Linked DNA regions of Strix aluco: region 2 is linked to region 1. Evidence: chromatin contacts called from public Hi-C data. All regions are on one chromosome and are shown on one strand. Each heading gives the region's core, a stretch centred on a gene start, on an enhancer-like site or on the middle of the called end of the contact. The rest is flanking DNA. Distances are from core to core; before and after follow the strand shown. Region 1 holds the start of BAIAP2L2 (BAR/IMD domain containing adaptor protein 2 like 2). Region 2 holds the start of DDX17 (DEAD-box helicase 17).

Region 1 (3,571 bases), core at 812-3,311:
GTCCCTCTGCTTCCTGTCTTTTATTTCAGGGCTCCCAGGGAAGTGGTGCCAGGATAGCCCAGAAAGCCTGCAGTAATCACAGGCTCTTCTGGTACTGGGTTTGGACAGAAATGGATGGAGATGAAATCCCAAGGAGGCTGTGATTCAGATCATCCTGGGGGTTTCTTTAAGGGAATCCCCTCAGTACTACGATGGATGGAGGATCTGTAGGGTGCAATTCCTTGTGTCCCGAGGATCTGGAGCACTGTTCCTGTATTTAAAAAAACAGATAAAAAGCCACCTCCCTCTTGGTGGTGAATGGTGCCGTCCAGGATGCACTTGCTCCTGGTTTTCCCTCTCCCTCTGTGGCTTGTGCAGTTTGACTCCGTGCCAGGAGAGCCTCTTGCAGGCAGGGAGAGAGCGGTGTCAGTCAGGCTCTAACCGTGGGCCTGTCTCTCCTGCAGTGCACTGACGCAGATGGCCCAGCTGTGGATCGTGCCAGGGCCTGGTGCGAGATGACGGATGTCCCATATTTCCGGTAGAAGCTTCCTTTCTGCTCTCTTCACAGACCTATTTTTATCCCTCTTGCTTCAGACCTGGCTGTGGCATGTGTCATCCCAAACAGTGTCCCCTCCAGAGGCATGCCTGTCCCCCTGCCCCCTCTCCTCGTGCCTCGGTGACACAGCCCAGTGTGCGAGCTGATGCATGGAGCACACCCTGTGTGGGGTCAGTGGGGGCTCGGGGCATGCTAACAGGGTCCTTCGGGGATGTGCATCCTGCCCTATCGCACCACGCACAGGGTGTTTTGAGACTCGTGCCTTGGGTGGTGCGGTTGCTATGGCTCAGCCTTGAGTGTGGTTGGGCCTCGAAGACAGGGGAAGGCCTCCGCTCCGCAGGCCTGCTGGATAAGGGCAGGTGAACACCCAGGACAGCGGGAGCCGCTTTGCACAAGTCTTTTGGTTGGCAGGCTCGCTGCCTTGTCGTGTTCATGTCTGTGCCCAGCTGGTGATGCTGTCTTGCTGTGTGCAGGCTTAGCCCTCAGCTGCATGCGGATGTGATGTTGGATGAGGTGAATGACACCGTGCTGGTGAACGCTCTCTGGGACACCCAGCTTTACATCTACCAGCAGCGGGAGCGGTTTGAGCAGCTGGTGCAACATCTCTCCCGATGACTGACCTGGAGGTTCCCGTACCACATCCCAAAGGCAAGGAGCAGCAGACACTGAAATGGCTCGGATTTGCCCTTGAAACTGGATGTTGAGGTGGGGGAGGGACGACTACTACTACTACTGAGGAATTAATGATATGTAATAGACAACAGTGCACATTACACATTTATTCCAGGACACACCCCATGTATTCCCAGACAGCTGTGACATGCTGACAGTTATCTTCATACTGCAGCCCCATCTCTGCTGCTGTGCTCAGTTTTGCTGCCCTTATCTGACTGTACAGCCCTTCCCAGAAGCCAGAGCCCCCACCTACCTGTCTTGGGCTGTAGTTGCTGGAGTGTGTCTCCTGTCTGTGCAGCACCTCCACTGACAAAGCACTGTGCACCTTCCCACATCACAGAATGAGCCAAGGCCAGAGAAAGCTTCAGGGATTACTTGGCCCACTGGGACCAAGGTGTTTCGGAGTGTATGGTATGAGGAAAAGGATTATTCTTAACTCAGCATGGCTTGGTATAGAGATTGTTTCTCCTTAACATGGAATTGAAAAGCTCTGTGATCAGTTCCCACCAAAGAAACTGACCCTGGGACAGTTTTTTTTTACTGCTGGAAATTCCATTGTGAATGCTACAGTACTCAATGTTTCTGCAGTAAATTTTCATATTTATAAATAATATATGTAGCTATTTGGAGACGTTTTGAGGAGTAACCTGAAAAACTGAATTCTTAATCATTTGCTTTTGACTGGATGGACTGCTGTTGTGAATAGTGCTTCTATGCAAAACTGACATGACCTGAAATAAAGAGAGGTTTGCATTTGGTTCTGCTGTCATGGTTGTCTTGTCTCTCTCCCCGTCCTACAAAGGGGTTCTGAGATTGCAGCCTCTGAATTTCTTACAGGTGGAAATTGAGGAATTGGGCTGCTTGAGACACAGGGTTATACCCTTTGTATGGACTGAAGAGATGAGTGGCCAGTCCCAGCAGTCAGCCCTGGGAGGTGTGTGTGGTGGGAGCAGCTGGCTGTCCCACGAAGCACAACACTCTGTGCCAGGCTTAGCAGCTGCAGCCAGGGGGGAGGCTTTGGACCAGCTCCCATGTGAGAATCCTCTTTGAGCTAGTCTGGCCCAAAAAGGGAACCACTGAAGACCCTTGGGATACAAATGGCTGGAGATGGGGCTTTAACTTCCCCACATGGTTCCTGGACAAGGTAACTGCTGCAAGTTTGTTGGACCTGGTGCCCACTGATTCCCAAGGGACACTGTTGGCAGGAGTGTGGGTGCTGAATAGGGCTGAAAACTGATTATCTGCCTTCTGATCTTCAGTTTCACAAATGAGATTGTGGAATTAAGGGGCTTTTAATGTGGAGTAAAGGTTTTATTTTTCCTACATAATGGAGGGGCTTACCTTCCTGTGGAAAAACAAAACTCCACACCTCGAGATAGAGAGAACATGAGCTCCTTTCTGCTTTTTGCCCCCGGCTTGCACTCTCCCCACGTCTTTATGAATAGTCTGCACCATCTGCAGGGACTTCCCAGAGCAATGCTGTGTTCGGGCACCTTGCACACAGGCAGGGAGAGCAGGAAGGCTCAGGTACAAGCTTGTGTCTGCTGTCAGGGAGTCTCACTGAGATTGGGAGTGGGAGGGAGTCTAAGAGCCAGAGAGGGCTGAGGTTTGGGGTGGGGGAATAGCGGGCAGGGAAGAGGTAAAACCCTTTTTAAGCTTTCCTTGTGTTTCACCCCAGCCCCTGCTATTTGTTGCCTGTGATCGCAAGCTGTGCGTGAAGGACCTGAAGATGCTCGCTAGCACAGCGAGGCCGAGCGAGGCACCTCCAGGTGGTGGCACTGTCGGAGGCAGCGAGAAGCGTTACTCTGGCAGGTGGCTGGCTCCGCGGGTGTCAGGGCAGGGAGAGCTGGGTACCGAGCCGGTAATCAATAATGCAAGGAGGCAGTCACATGCCCTTGCTGGCTGTTGCAGGATTCCTCTCTCCCCAGAGTCCGGTTACTTCCAGAGATCAAGTTCCAGCCCCTTGGCTGGTGAATTATTAAACTCCAGCAGCGCTCCATTCCCTTTGTACCACGTCTGTGTCTCCCTACTGTCCTGCCTTGCCAGTGACGGGCTCTTTCCATCCAGCCAGCTGTTCAGAAGCACAGCCCCCCAGGCCAGTATAGCACCTTGTGCTGTCCTTTGCTCCTCGCTTCTCTGAGGGAGGGAGAAGACTCCCGAGATGGACCTGTCCTACAGATCCACCATCTCCATCTATAAGGTGAGTGGTTGCTCCTATCTGCCTTGGGGGGACGTGCTGGTGGGAGGAGAAGAGCTGTTTTCTGCCAAAGGCTCTCTTGGGTGGACAGCCGAGGGCTGCATCCGTCCCCAGGCTGAACTGCAGCAGCTCCTGTGGGCTCTGGGCTGTGTTTCAGAGCAGAT
Region 2 (3,339 bases), core at 1-2,500, 140 kb before region 1:
TTTAACGTAACATCTAATCTTTGCATGCGCCAGTCTTTCCCACACCAGGCTTTCATATCTAATGGCCAAGCATGAGAGTTTACAGTGTCACTTGACTCCCTTCCACCCACTTATAAAGACCCAAGTTTCTTCCAACATCTTATTTTAAGCTCCAAGACTGCTTTTTGCTTTCTCACATATGCCATACGTACATACAGCAAGTAAAACTAAAACGGTAAACAATCTGTGTCTCATTCCAGGCCAAGTTATTTGTTTCAAGGGTATAAAACTAAAGGGGATTCACTTTATCTTGTGCTGATATAACTGATTTTTGATAACCTGACAATGCAGAAAGCACTGATGATAGCACGACTGCGGTTTGGACCAAAATTTGGCTGGTGCCCGCAGACCACCCAGTTGACATGGCTTCTTGTGTCAGGACAAAAGAACTTCTGGCCTATGCCACATAATTGCCTCATGGCTTATTTTATCTTTTAGGTAAGAGTCTCTGGTTGATATGTGGAGTCAAACGCTAGCAGCCATAAACACGGTGTCTATGCCATGCCTGGTGTCCTTTGGGTACTTCTGATCATTTCTTCTATCACTTCCAATAACAACACAGGGGGTGAAGGGGTGAATTTGTTTACTTTCTGGAGAGGTTGCCATGAACCTCCTGCAGCTGCAGAGGGGGGTGTGTGACCGGGTGGTTGCCGGCACGACCCACGTCGGGGCCCGTTATGCCATTTTATCTCGGCCTCCTGGCACTCAGGCAAAAGAAAACATCATGGCTGCTGTCACTCCCGCTCCTGCCCCAGCGCCGCGCTAAGATCCCCCCAGTAATCTGCTAGGGAAAAAAGCGGAGGAAAGACCCCGACCTGCCGGACCCGTGCTGCCTCACCGGCGCCACCGCAGAAGCCCGAGAGGCCGCTCCCCGCCCGCCGTGCCGTGCCGGGCCCCCGCCGCCGCCCCGCGTTCCCGTTATTGTCTCCTCAGCACCGCTGCCACCCTCCACGGGGCCAGCCGGCGCGTAGGCGAAAGGCCGTATTCTCCAAACCCGACTACGCTGCAAAATTAACGTAATCCTCCGACCCTCCGCCAACCCTGCCTGCACAACCCGCGGAAGAATTTTACGCAAAACACACGGGCTCTTCCTGCCCTACGCCAGCCTGAGTTACACGATTTGCGTACGCCATGTACTTACGTAACGTACGCCTCGGCCTGGGTTTTCCCTACCGCCCAGAAGGGGTTACGGGGTTGACTCCTTGCGTAGCAGACTTTGAGGAATAGGGAGAGCGTTACTCTCCTCCCTCCCTTCCTCACGCGGGGGCCCGACTCAAGCAAAGAACACTACGCACCTTTCGCATCCTGCCTTCCGTGCAGAGCAGGGTTTCGCCAAGCGAGCTGAGGGCGTAGTTGGTTTCCGGGAATAGGCGTAGGTATTTTCGAGGGCCGCAGTTTGCGCAGCGTTGGGCCGCCCGTAACGTAACTGAAGCGGGTTGGGGCGGCGGCAGCCATTTTGTGCCGGGAGCCCGGAGGAAGAAGACGCTGGTGTCTCCACACTTCACGGGCCCTGGAGCCGACCGAGAGCCCCGCCGTTCCCTCCGCCGACGTCCAGCGGGTCTCTGACCCACTGACCACCTCTTCTCCTTTTGTATCCCACCAAAGAAGCGAGGTGGCGCAAAGCGATTCCTCCGAGACACAGCCGCCCCTGGCTGGACCGTCTCCCCGTACCCCCAGTCCCTCGCCGTCCCCACGGCCGGCGTTCCGCTGCCTTTCTCCCACCCCTCCGGGTGCGATGAGGGGCTTCGGGGACCGGGGCCGCGACCGAGACCGCGGCGGGTAAGGGGGGGGTGGGCAGGCCGGGCGGGGGGTGGGGGGGTGGCGCGGCGCGGGTCGACACGGCATGGGGGCGGTGGAGGGAGCCGCCTGCCCCGCGTCGGGGGGCTGGTGGGAGGAAGGCTGGGGAGGATTCGCGGCGGCGAGGGGGGCGCGTTCTGCTTGCGGTATTTGGGGGAGCTTTTTCCCCAGAAATTCTCTTGGGGGGTTGGGGGACGGCTGGAGATTTCGTAGGGTTCTGACAGCAAGGTGGGGTGGTGGGTTGAGTTTTTAATTTAGATTTTCCGTCGTTCATGTGTAACCGTGTGTGCTTAGCTTGCAGTTTTGAGGCCTGCATTTTCCTCCGCGCCCCCCCCCCCCCCCCCCGGCTTAATTTATTTTCTGCCAGTCCCCTTCCTCACCCTACTCTCCTCCTCTCTCCATCCCCCCCGCCCGCAAGCCACGAAGGTCTGGGTGGCCCTGGCAAGAGTGGTTGGACAGTCTGCCCTTCTGGTTGTCATTGCTCCTTCTGGACTTAATAGAAAGATGGCAGTTGGTGAAAGGTCTTTCTCAGTTGCGCTGCCAAGCTTATCGTGAGAAGAAATGAGATTGAAAACTGCTGCCATGCAGGGGGCTTGCATACTCGAGAGAGTGATCTCGGTAAACATGGCCCTGGACCACACTTAAAGAGCATGACCGAGCTTACGTAGAAGTCAAACAGGAGATGTCTGTGTGGCCCTGCAGAGGCCTAGTGCTTGATACTCTTGAATCTGCTATTTAGAGGAAACTTGGCTTGGAAAAGGTTTCTGCACGTTTGACTTTTTTTTTTCTTCCGAGGATGGCAGCAATAAATGCAGTGGCATTATAGTATTTAACTAGTTTGAGACTTGAGGTTTTTTAAGGGTTGAAAATAGCAAGACGTTCATCCCAGGCCTTTTTAAAGAGAAAGTTAGAACTAATTTAGGAGAGTGGCATTTTCTGTCCTTCAGATCCCAAGTAGTTAGGCCTCCATTCTCAAGGATTAACAATAAACATATCATGTAGCTTCTGTTAATATGTCTGACTAGACCTCGGTTAATGAGTCTTCTTTTTTTGTTTTTTTTTTTTCAGCCCCCCTTCCTTTCCTTTCCTTCTTGTTTTCCCTCCTCACAGGGAGATTCAGGAATATTTTGTGCATTTTAACATTTAGTTTCTCATCGTCTGTGAAGAGAGATAGTTGTGTCCTTGCTTTATCTTACACCCACATTTTGTGCTCTGAAATTAAAAGATACTTCCATTTTTTTTCACAGAGAGGAGGGTTCTGGTGTTTTTCCACTATGAGATTTCCAGCTCAGTTTAACACAAGGACATTGGAGTAAACACTTTGTCAAGTCTGAGATAGTTCAGACCCCAGCTGATTTTGGGAGTTTAGTGAGTGAGCTTGAGTATGCAGATTTATATACAGTTACTTAAAAGAACACTGGCCAAAGCATAGTCACAACACTTGATGTGTCTTAAAATTTGTGTAATCCCATTTTGAGTAAAGACTTTGACTATAAGTGGATG

What was found. Hi-C and Micro-C count contacts between places; a contact is called where the count stands out from the background.
Region 2: a contact with region 1 is called in a Hi-C map of brain, with 3 times the contacts expected there. The contact joins the promoter of DDX17 here to the promoter of BAIAP2L2 in region 1. A contact is called at or near these places in 2 of 2 Hi-C or Micro-C datasets (brain and heart).

What each region holds. Positions count from the first base shown.
Region 1 is chr5:30,749,613-30,753,183 of bStrAlu1.hap1, reverse strand. It overlaps BAIAP2L2 (BAR/IMD domain containing adaptor protein 2 like 2), which reads left to right and starts at 2,061. Exons shown (of 15, transcript XM_074826635.1): 1 at 2,061-2,354; 2 at 2,889-3,410. The coding sequence starts at 3,372. The region is part of intron 14 of MICALL1 (MICAL like 1); the gene reads right to left. It overlaps PLA2G6 (phospholipase A2 group VI), which reads left to right. Exons shown (of 17, transcript XM_074826630.1): 16 at 444-517; 17 at 1,009-1,968. The coding sequence ends at 1,150.
Region 2 is chr5:30,891,001-30,894,339 of bStrAlu1.hap1, reverse strand. It overlaps DDX17 (DEAD-box helicase 17), which reads left to right and starts at 1,250. Exons shown (of 13, transcript XM_074826651.1): 1 at 1,250-1,818. The coding sequence starts at 1,775. It overlaps LOC141924327 (a long non-coding RNA gene), which reads right to left and starts at 1,174. Exons shown (of 5, transcript XR_012623532.1): 1 at 855-1,174.